Regions from separate parts of the Zea mays genome. Here region 1 is linked to region 2. Evidence: chromatin contacts called from public Hi-C data. All regions are on one chromosome and are shown on one strand. Each heading gives the region's core, a stretch centred on a gene start, on an enhancer-like site or on the middle of the called end of the contact. The rest is flanking DNA. Distances are from core to core; before and after follow the strand shown. Region 1 holds the start of LOC103630763 (pentatricopeptide repeat-containing protein At1g15510, chloroplastic). Region 2 holds the start of LOC100274264 (malate dehydrogenase 2).

Region 1 (5,281 bases), core at 2,541-5,040, 170 kb after region 2:
GGGCGGGATGTTGAGCACCGCCTCCGGGAGGTACGTGTCCTCGCCCAGCCCCGACCGCTCGATGATCCGGCGCTGGAACTCCACGTTCTCCGGCGTGAAGGTGCCGAGCGACTCGGTGCAGTTCATGAACCGCGCGCGGCTGCACCTGCGCTCGTCGCGGGGCCTGTAGCACGCGAAGTCCACCAGGTACACGGGCCGCGGCCGCGTCAGCGCGTACGCGGTTGCCGTGACCACCAGCGCCGTGGTCGCGACGAGCACGGACGCCAGGTTGTACTGCAGGCTCTGCCACAGCTCCGCCAGGTCCCGCGCCGTGAAGGTGGAGAGGTGCGCCGCCACGAGCCCCGGCAGCGGGGCCAGCAGCAGGTACGCGCCGTGGCTGATCAGGTGGTGGTACCCCAGCTTCACGTACTTGAGCTTTACCGACTGCTTGAAGTCCGGCATGCTGCTCGCCGCCGCCGTCGTTCTTGGGTCGTCGTCGGCCATGTCGATCAGCTAGCGAGCGAGGACGGACAAGGATCGCCAATCACCTGCTTCGACGTGTGGGCGATGGAGCGTCAGCCCGCGCCCGTGGTCATATATAGTAGACCAGAGCAGACGCACGCAGGCAGAGGCACCGATCTGATCGAGCTCCGACTCGGGGATCCAAACGGAAAGATACGCGGTGGGAGAGGATCCGCGCGCCGCCAGCGGTGGGCCGGCAAGCAACGGACCGGTGTGTGCTGCGTTTTGAAGGCCTGAACACGCTAGCAGCGCATCATGCGTCCCGCCTGAACGCGCCCGAAAAACGCAATGCGGATGGGGGCTCGACGGCGACGGTTACACTCGGGCAGGCGTCTCGCGCGGTCGCGCCTGGGAGGAGGACGGGAGAGCGGGCCCCGGGGGGAGCGCGACGTGTCGGTCCGGCATCTTGTAGTTCGCGCGCGGGCGCGGCCGAGCGAGGCGGTTGGGAGAGCCGTGTGCGCCTGCGCGGGCGCCGGTCCAGCCAGACACGCGGCCGGCCGCGGAGCTCGGGGGACGAACGGTACGCGAACGTGCGGTGCGCGCCTGCGCTGCGTGTGGTGGACTTGCACGCCTTTCTGGAGCGCAATAACACGCACGTGTACGCGATAGACCGTAGACGTACGTAGAATATCTCCTTTCATTCCCTCCGTAGTACTAAGGGCTTGTCTTGATTTCCTTGATAAATTTTAAAGCTCTAGAAAATTTTAAGCATTTTAGCTCGGTTTTGAGGCCTAAGGCTTTAATATTACTTTTTTACATCTCTGATCAAAGTTTTTTTAAAAAATATTTGATTTCCAGTGAGGTTAGAATGTCTCTAATTTTGAGAACGGGGAGTTACATGAGCGCATAATTCAGGGCCATTTCGTTGCTCGCTTTGGTGTAACCCTGTGTGTCAGTGTGTGCCATGAAGTCCTTCGTGGAAGGATTTTCTTTTTTTCCAAGTGGATATTTGGACTCGCTCTGGTGGATGGTTAGTGTAGTGTGTAGGTAACAAAGTAGTGCGGAAAAGGCAGGGTCAAAGTCTCAAAGAGGTGCTACTTTATTCACCAAACCACCTGATCACATCACACTGCATAGATCATACATAGTGGTCAGAGGATGGATATACACAGCCGATCTCATGTTCCTTTCGTCTCACAAGCACGCTACTGACGTGCCCAATCGCAAGCACTGCAAGTTTCCTCCTAGGTAGCCTTTCCGGTGAGTGTGAATCCCGTTACTACAAATATATTCATTGCAGCACAGCGGTCTCTGTTCTGTACTGTAAAAACAATGCATTTTAAGCCGTCGTAGGTCGCGAGAACCGAGAACACGGGCTGACCAAAAGCGACGACACAGAATCCACCGGACACGTAGAACAGAAGTGAAAAAAAGAGGCAGTCGTCAAAACTCAGAAAAGGATGTTAAGAAAGAAGAACCGCGCCGTAGTTTGCTGCAAATACGCGTTCACCTGCTGCTTGATCACGTCATTGACCTGTATCCGCATGAGTTCAACGCACCTGATTTGGACCAATTCACTACATCAGTAAGCGACCCGAGAATGCGTCTCCATCGTTTATTATTAAGCTCTCCGTTAGCCAGTAACCATCCCATGAGCCTCCGACTCTCTACAGCAAGTAACAACAGTCGATTAAACCCACCGGATGGCTGAAAATCACGGCAAGTGAAGTGAAAAGCAAGCTGACAGAGTGACATGTACCTGAACCATTGTGGATTGAAATATTTCTTCCTCCTCTGGCCGGGCTCCTTCTAACCAAACTCTTTGTTTAAACCGGTCCTGCTCAACACGAATAGCGTAAACTTAATACTCAGATAATGGAGGTCATCATGTATGTATGTCCGATTTGCCTTGTTGTACCTCTTCAACCCATAAGCTGCTTAGTGCTTAGTATGTTTCTTCCTTTGTGGCCCAGCAGCGCTCTGTAAGCTGAATGGTGGAACAGACGCCGGAAGCGTTCAAACAGGAACAGTATTGGCGGCAATCAGTAAGTAACACAGTCTGGCTGCCAGTGTAAAGCCAGTAGGAATAGGTTTCAGACCACCTGTCCTAGACCAAACTGTCATCCAAACTAAGTTGACCTTTCGAAGGGGTTCAAAGCCTGCAAACTAGTAGGACCGCACGACTTGTCAGTCTGACCAAAGTTGAGTTCATTTAACACCATACCCAAGGAAATGAACAGTTTTCATGCTTGTATAGTTACCCGGTACATGACCTCTATCCCATAATCTTGCCGGGGCTGGTCATTGTATTTTAAGGACTCAAGCTGGTATTCAACCACTTCTTCTGCGTTAAACTGAACGATAGAGTCATCATAAATGTCGACCAAAATGTTTATGCTCTTTTGCGATTATTTTCAGACAGAACAAAGATATCACATTCAACATGGGACCGAAAGGCTTTCTCTTGCGGGTTTCGAACAACAGCAACTTCCAGTTTTCTCGGTAAAAAAATAGCAACTTCCAGTCAGTATTGCAACCCATCAAGTTCAGGATTAACTTCCAGTCAGTATTGACAACTGAAAGTGAAAAGACAGCAGTCCTATCCGTGGCCCTTTTGCGCTACGCTGGAGAGAAACATTAGGTAGAACAATAACATATGAGTTTATATACTATGACAGTTGCCTGCCCAAATCCCTGAAATTATATTCTATAAAACTGAAGGGGAACCACTAGTCCGTTTGATTTATTGAACCATTTTACCGCTTAATAGACTTAGGACCTGTTTGTTTCAGATTATAATCTCTCCAGATTATATAATCTAGCGCAAATAATCCATTAGGTAAACAAACAACTAGATTATGGATTTAGATTATATAATTTAAAACCTAGATTATGATAATCTCATAATCTCCCCAAGAGTAGCTTATTTGAGATTATTCTGGTAAAAGACCCGCTACCCATGGTTATGTAAATAGAAATTACAATATATGTCATCCTTCTTTTCTCACCTCAAATAAACAAACAAGGGTATTGTGGGCCTGTTTGTTTCAGCTTATAGATTATATAATCTGGATTATAATCTAAATTATATAATCCAGATTATAATCTAGATATATTATAATCTATATATAGTTGTTTGGTAGTTTAGATTATACAAATGTAGATTATTTACAAAGACAACAATACCCTTATTGTTTATTTGAGGTGAGAAAAGAATGATGTCATATATTGTAATTTCTATTTACATTACCATGGGTAGTGAGTCTTTTGCCAAAATAATCTCAAATAAGCTAGTCTTGAGGAGATTATGAGATTATCATAATCTGGAGTTTAGATTATATAATCTGAACCCATAATCTATATGTTTGTTTAACTATTGGATTATTTGCGCTAGATTATATAATCTGGAGAGATTATAATCTAAAACAAACAAGGCCTGTAGTCTTTGTGAATAATCTACATTTGTATAATCTAAACTACCAAACAACTATATGTAGATTATAATATATCTAGATTATAATCTGGATTATATAATTTAGATTATAATCTAGATTATATAATCTATAAGCTGAAACAAACAGACCCTTAGTCACTCATAATATCCTGTCAATACAATGCTCAGTCAGGTACACAAATTTCAGTTGATGTGTGTTCCTGAAAACTTTTTTTTGGCTGAAAACGACCCCCCCTCCTCGAGTTTTATTTCAATCATCATGGACTGTTAGAATCACGGTAATCAATCCAAATGATACTTTCATAGCGTTTTGTTCCATTCTTATGAATATATATATTTACTTTATCGCTGAAAAAAGTGAAGTAGTAGTCACCAAAACGTGTTTGAGAACACACTAGAAACCAAAACCAAAAGCCCCATCAGCTATCCGTGTCTGCCCTGATCACGCAACCTAATCTAACTAGATTCCGTAACGTGTACTCAACCTGGCTGAGACTTCTCACACGCGCAGAGGATGATGCAGCGAGGGACAAGGCAAGTCGAAACGGCAGTACCGAATTGGAAGAGAGGAAGTCCGGCACGTCCGACGGGGCGGCGGAGGCTGAGACCCTGAGGCGCGCCGCGGCGCCGCGGCGACGGGACCGTGGGCCTGGGTGTCTGTTGTCCTCCAGCAGCAGCAGCCGACGCGGGTTGGCGCTGGCCTTGGCGGGAGCGCGATCGGCTTCGTGTTTGCAGCAGCGGACGATGCCATTGTTGCAACTTGAGATGTTTCTGCTTCGTTTCCGCCTCCAATTTATTCAGGACCAGAAGATTCAAGCCGGTGAATTTTCCTCAACGTTTTTGGGCTTGGGCTGAGCCCGGCTCCACGCTTCCGCTAAGTCGTGGTGGCCTTAGGATGATGGAGGCCCAGTAAGGTTGATGGAGGAGGACATAATAATAATCAAACGACCCTCTCGCTTCGCCCTCGCGCTGCTTATCCACTCGCGCTCGCGGAGCAAGCGGTCACCAGCTTGGCCACGCGCTCCTCCGCTCGTCGGCCCCGAAACCTCTCCAAAACCCTGCGGCCGTGGCTCCCAGCGCCATGCGCGCCTCCTCCGCCTCCGCTTCCAGAGATGCCGCTGCTGCCCACTAAGCCCGCACCCGCACTCAATCCGTTCCTCCTCCCACTCGCCTCCCTTGCCTTGCCGCGCGCCCTCCCGCCCATCCGCCTCCACGCAAAGAAGCGCCTACGCGGTCTCAGCTCGGCCGCCGTCTCGGCTGCGGCGTCCACCTCCTCTTCCGCGGACCCGAGCACGGAGCTGCGAGCGCTCTGCTCCCATGGCCAGCTCGCGCAGGCGCTCTGGCTCCTCGAGTCCTCGGCGGAGCCGCCCGACGAGGACGCCTACG
Region 2 (5,604 bases), core at 1,585-4,084:
GTTGATGGAGCATTACAGAGCTTTCCTACAGTCCTACACAGACACCACGATATGATGATTTTATAAAACAGAAGAGTACATACAAGCAGAGCACTTAAGCCAATGTAAAGTTACAAAGAAATTCCATACAAGTGTTAGGATCCAAATCCCACCTACCCAGACAGGATCTCACTCATATTGCATTAAATTAGTTAGGAAAGTAAGATACATAATCTTGTACAGATGCTCATGGGCAAGCCTTTCATTTGACATGAATCTTCATTCCAAATAATAGCAATATCTTGTGTGGTATTTGACATGAATGCAATAACAGAAAGCTAACAAAGTACAATGAGCAAGTTTTCATATAAGGACAATGTCTACAAAACTGCAAATGATGTTCATTACAGTTACATAGCTTGGTAGCCACACATCCAATTCTGACAGGAAACTGATGCAATAAACATAGTGACAACAATCAAATGAATACAGAAACAGCCATGAAACAGTAGTTGTAAATTTAGTAAATTCCGGTCCCATGCATTTAACTAGCTTGGAAGCTATAGGCTTAGCATTACCAGACGGTATGTGCACGAGCATGTAATAGGCAATTATGCAGCAGCTAATTTATGCCACGGGCTCATAGAAAATTTAATGAATGGAAGAATCATCCATTGATGCAGCAGCTAATTTATGCCACAAGTAGTTCTTCATAGAAAATCAATGAAGGCAGGAAGCATCTACTGATTGACTGGTTGCAGAGCATAGTAGAAAATACACGGAGTATACCAAAGGACTCATAAACAGACAGGATATGCTATAGTGCAACCAGTAGACATGCTGGCAGTAACAACAGTCCATATGTTCTAGACTTACGCCATGGACAACGTTGCAGAGCCTTTTCCCGCCTTTGCTTCAACCACCTCTGTCCCACCATCTTGTGTCCTCTTGGTGAGGGCCTCAATGTCTTCTTGGGACAATGAATTGCTTGCAGGAGTGGCCTGTATAAAACAGAAATATTGATTTTAGGGTCAAAGTTTATGTTTGAGTTGCTAGCTTCAGAGATACAAGATACATCATAGAATACAGCTAGCATGACAATAGAAATGACTATCACTTGCATAGTATTTTAGTACAACTGTACAAGCAAGGATTATGCTATGTAAAACAATAGCCAAAGATAGCTTTAGAATTCTTATGCACAATTGATAAATAGAAATTATTGCACTAGTATAGACAAACATTCTTTTTGACTCCAGTGGTCCAGTCCACAAAACACAACCTCTTTGCTAATCAGTTTGCATTTGTTGCCAACAATATTAATACACTACTTGATCATCATAAGTCATATTTATTCTAAAAGGTCATTTTTGCCATTGATTATATACATTCTAATTCCAACTTGGTAAACTTTGGAGGGATCATGTATATCATTCTTGCAGGAAGCCTCAGACGTGGTCCAAGGAGACAATACCTGCGAGAAGAGTGGCAGAATAGTAATACCCGCATGGCCTCCGACAACAGGAACATTCACCCCTGCAAAAGGGCACAGCAATAAGTCATGTCAAGGGAGATGAGAAGTTAATTCTGACCCATAATCTCAATGTCTACTGCCAACTAAAACATGATATTATTACCAGTAACTGGCACACCCGCTTTTCCAGCATAAAAAGTTTTAGCACGAACAACATCAAGAGTAGTCACACCAAACAGCTTCTTCTCATCATAAGTACCAGCCTTCTTGAAAACCTCCGCCGCAATCGGGACAGTGGAGTTGACAGGGTTGCTGATCATATTGACAAGAGCCTAAGAAGCATATAATCAACATGATCAGTGTGATGGAAGAAAATAAGCAAAAACAAAATGAAAACGTTCACTGGACATATATAAGGAACGAGAGCGTATATACGCTTAATATCATCTAACATCTCATATGCAAAGCACGTGGATGTTAACATATCTATATGAGCTCTAGAGCAAGTGAGTCCTCTTTACTTCAGGTGGCAATATCAAGGCATTGAGGCTGGCAAGGAGGACGGGGTAAATTCTGTATGTTTTGCGCAAACAGGGCCACTCCATTTCCTATCGGGTAGGTAGGTGTGCCACTTTACTAGTTTACTTCACCAGATCAGCACTGGACGTTAGATCTGCACAAGATCCAATCACCGGCCATTCCAATCGCCAAAAGTAGAATACCAAATCTAGCAACCAGACCTAGATGCCTAAGCTGCAGATCTACAAAGGCACGGGCGCGACGCTTACGTTGGGGCAGTGCTTGGCGATGGCAGTGCAGAGCCCCTTAACGATGCCGGCGTTGATGTTGAAGAGGTCGTCCCTAGTCATGCCGGGCTTCCTGGGCACCCCGGCTGGGATGATGACGACGTCGGAGCCCTCGAGCGCCTCCCCGAGCTGGTCGTCCCCCATGAACCCCTTCACCTGCAGGAGTCGAGCAGAAACCAGTGAGCTCGGATCCAGTCCAGTCCGTCCGAGCCAGGCCAGAGGATGAGAGGAGCGCGCCAAGCGGGGGGTACCAGGGCGGGGGAGTTGATGTGGGAGACGTCGGCCGCGACGCCGGGGGTCCCGGCGATATCATAGAGGGAGAGGGAGGAGACGAGCGGGTTGAGCTTCATGAGGAGGGAGAGCGGCTGCCCGATGCCGCCCGCAGCGCCCAGGATGGCCACCTTCCGCTCCGGGTTGGCCGAGGAGGCGTAGCCGCGGCTGCGGCGGAGGAGCTCGGCCGTGGACTTGAGCAGCGCCGGCCTCATCGCGACGGCGGGGTCGGGTCTCGCTGTGGATTGGTGGGTGAGCGGCGGCGGGCGGCGGCCTGGGCTGCTTTAATAGCGAGGGGTGGATGGGATCTGAGGGAAGTTGCTGGTGGCGCTGGCGGGTTGAGAGAGAAAAAAGGTGAGGGGCTGGCGTGTTGTCTCGACGTCTCCGCCCGTTCGACCGATCCACCGAGGTGATACTGTGTAAGTGCTCAGAGAAAATGACTCATGAAAATAAGTTTTAGGACATCTAAAAATATTAATAGAAGCAGATTTTTAATTTTTTTTCTTCAATAGATCCCTTAAAGTGATATATTATTTCTAGATAGTCCAAAAATACTATTTATAGCTACAAATAAGAGATTTTTAAGTGATATGAAAAAAATAGCACTTTAGGGGACGGTTGGAGAGACGTTTTTGTGTTTTTCTAAAAAAACTTATTTTATGGAAGACTTCTGAGGAGCTCTTAGAGATTCTCTTAGAGGATTAATTTGCACCAGTTTCAACGGTCGTTCTGTGTCATCTTTTTACAAAAAAAATACCTACATTTCTTACAAATCAACTCAACGTAAAATGTTAAAAAGCGATGCAGGAGTTGGGGTTGAACTCACACCTAATGAAAGAAGGGTGAGATACACTGGATGAAGTTGTTTATAACAAGTAGAACATCAGATGTTTAAAATATTAAATATAAATTGTACCGTGTAAGTTACTAGTATATCATTAAACTTTTTTTACTGATAACATTATCATTAAACTTCTTAGATTTAGAATACCCTATTTTATACTGTTTTTTACCGAATGACAACTAATTAACCCACATCTGTTCTGTGCTCTGCTGGGTGCTTGGTTGGCCGAGGTGGAAGGTGTCACTCGCCGACTCGCGCAAGTGCACAACGACTGTGTGTGAGCACGACGGAGCGGCGCGTAACGTCTCGCTCGCGCCGCCGCGGTTCAGCGGTCAAGTTCCCTTCGATTCTGTTGTGCTTCCCTTCTGCATGGAGATGGACTGTCAAACTCACAGCTGGGCTGAGCTGGTTTTTTGTGGGAAATCTACCGTGTCTAGTAGAAATAAATGTTTGTAACGTATGAAGTCGTTTTCTGGAAAAAAAATCACCACAGTTGCCTCACATGATAAGGCCTCTTTAGAACGTGTAATTTCATATGAAAATTCTAAAGAAAATAAACTGATTCCTGAGAAATTCGTACACGATTCCAATCAAGTCTAAAAGAAGACCTTGTGAGCAACGTACTGATTATTCTCTGGGAGCTACTAGCAATGTAAAATTTCATCGACTTCATCTTAAATCAAAATTTTCAGATAGACAACTTTCTTAGACTACTACGACCCAACTAGCTCAAATGTATATATCAATCTATACAGTCGAGAGCCATAACCAGACACCAAACACACGATGATACGAACTATACACTAAGCGCTAGTTTAGATACACTAAGCCCTAAACCTAAAAATACACCTGGAACGTGCACGAAAAAAAAAAGATAGAAGCATTTCTACATTGTACAGCTGACAATAGAACATTATATTAGCACTAAGAGGATTGCCACAACTTCATCTTAAAACAAGGTTTATGAACAAAGACATGTATAAAGTAGCCAGCAAATTCATGGCGACTATTCCAATCCATTTCCACACTCAAAAGTTGCAACAAGTCCAAGGAGAAAAAAATGATCCAGACAATGATAACTCAAGAGAGAGTCCACCCTAGAACAACTTAAATCGTGCAAGGCACAACTCCTGCTCAAGTCCAAGACTCATGATCCTTTCTACTCAATCAGATCATCATCGTCATCAGGAAGAGGTTGTGCAGCTGCTGCAGCAAGCTCAGCTTCATGCCTGAGTAAATGAAAAGTGAATCAGTTCTCGCAACATTTCAAATTGAGGAGACAGATTAAAAGGATAGTAGGACCATAATGATTATAAGTTGGATAAGACAAAAGGTGACACTCACTGCTGCTGCATAGCCATGTCGATGGTAACTTCCGGAGGCTTAAGAGCAACAGCTTCAACAAAGTGAAGGTTCGGATCACTGTTAAAAACAATGACATTGTCAAGAACAAACATAAGAGTGGTGGTAATTGGTTGTGACTACTAAATGCAATGCACAGAAGTAGGGTAGTCAATTACCCAGCCAGCTTCCTTGCAAGGTACAGGAAAGGTTTCTCAAAGTTGTAGTTGCTCTTGGCAGAAATTTCATAGTACTGCAGATTCTTCTTCCTGTGGAAAGTAACCTGCTTGGCTTTGACCTGCCTGTTCTTCACATCAACCTTATTACCGCAGAGGACAATGGGGATGTTTTCACAGACCCTGCATGAATTCATAACTGGACATCAAAATTTTCCAACAAAATTATACATCAGTACAAGTTTACGACAAAGAAAGACATCAACATACCTGCACAGGTCCCTATGCCACGTAGGAACATTCTTGTAAGTAAGCCTTGAGGTTACATCAAACATGATGATCGCACACTGGCCATGGATACTGAATGGGAACAAAAAACAGAAAGAGCATCAGAGAATGTAACAAAAATAGTTAAGTACTAAAAGTATACATTGATTTTACAGCATATGTACACACATTATTTCAGACATCACAAATAATACTTACTAGTATCCATCCCTGAGGCCACCAAACTTCTCTTGCCCTGCGGTATCCCAGCAGTAGAACCTGATCTTACCACAGTTAGTGGTGAAATCCAACGGATGAACTTCCACACCAATGGTTGCTGAAACAACAAAATGCATTAGAGAAGCTGGAAGTATTAATGATGATAACTAAATGAAGAAAATCCCAATCAATGTGGTACTTACGTTCATATTTCTTCTCAAACTCTCC

What was found. A called contact is a pair of places that touch in the nucleus more often than the background predicts.
Region 1: a contact with region 2 is called in a Hi-C map of ear, with 5 times the contacts expected there. The contact joins the promoter of LOC103630763 here to the promoter of LOC100274264 in region 2. A contact is called at or near these places in 13 of 25 Hi-C or Micro-C datasets (bundle sheath, ear, endosperm and 5 more).

What each region holds. Positions count from the first base shown.
Region 1 is chr6:177,273,856-177,279,136 of Zm-B73-REFERENCE-NAM-5.0, forward strand. LOC103630763 (pentatricopeptide repeat-containing protein At1g15510, chloroplastic) reads left to right here and starts at 3,791. Exons shown (of 2, transcript XM_008651828.3): 1 at 3,791-5,281. The coding sequence starts at 5,008. It overlaps LOC103630762 (3-ketoacyl-CoA synthase 11), which reads right to left and starts at 1,266. Exons shown (of 1, transcript XM_008651826.4): 1 at 1-1,266. The coding sequence starts at 483.
Region 2 is chr6:177,102,014-177,107,617 of Zm-B73-REFERENCE-NAM-5.0, forward strand. LOC100274264 (malate dehydrogenase 2) reads right to left here and starts at 2,835. Exons shown (of 7, transcript NM_001148628.2): 1 at 2,511-2,835; 2 at 2,242-2,415; 3 at 1,617-1,785; 4 at 1,454-1,515; 5 at 856-980. The coding sequence starts at 2,744. It overlaps LOC100193260 (GTP-binding nuclear protein Ran-A1), which reads right to left. Exons shown (of 8, transcript NM_001138409.1): 3 at 5,580-5,604; 4 at 5,377-5,494; 5 at 5,161-5,250; 6 at 4,894-5,073; 7 at 4,718-4,795; 8 at 4,269-4,602. The coding sequence ends at 4,533.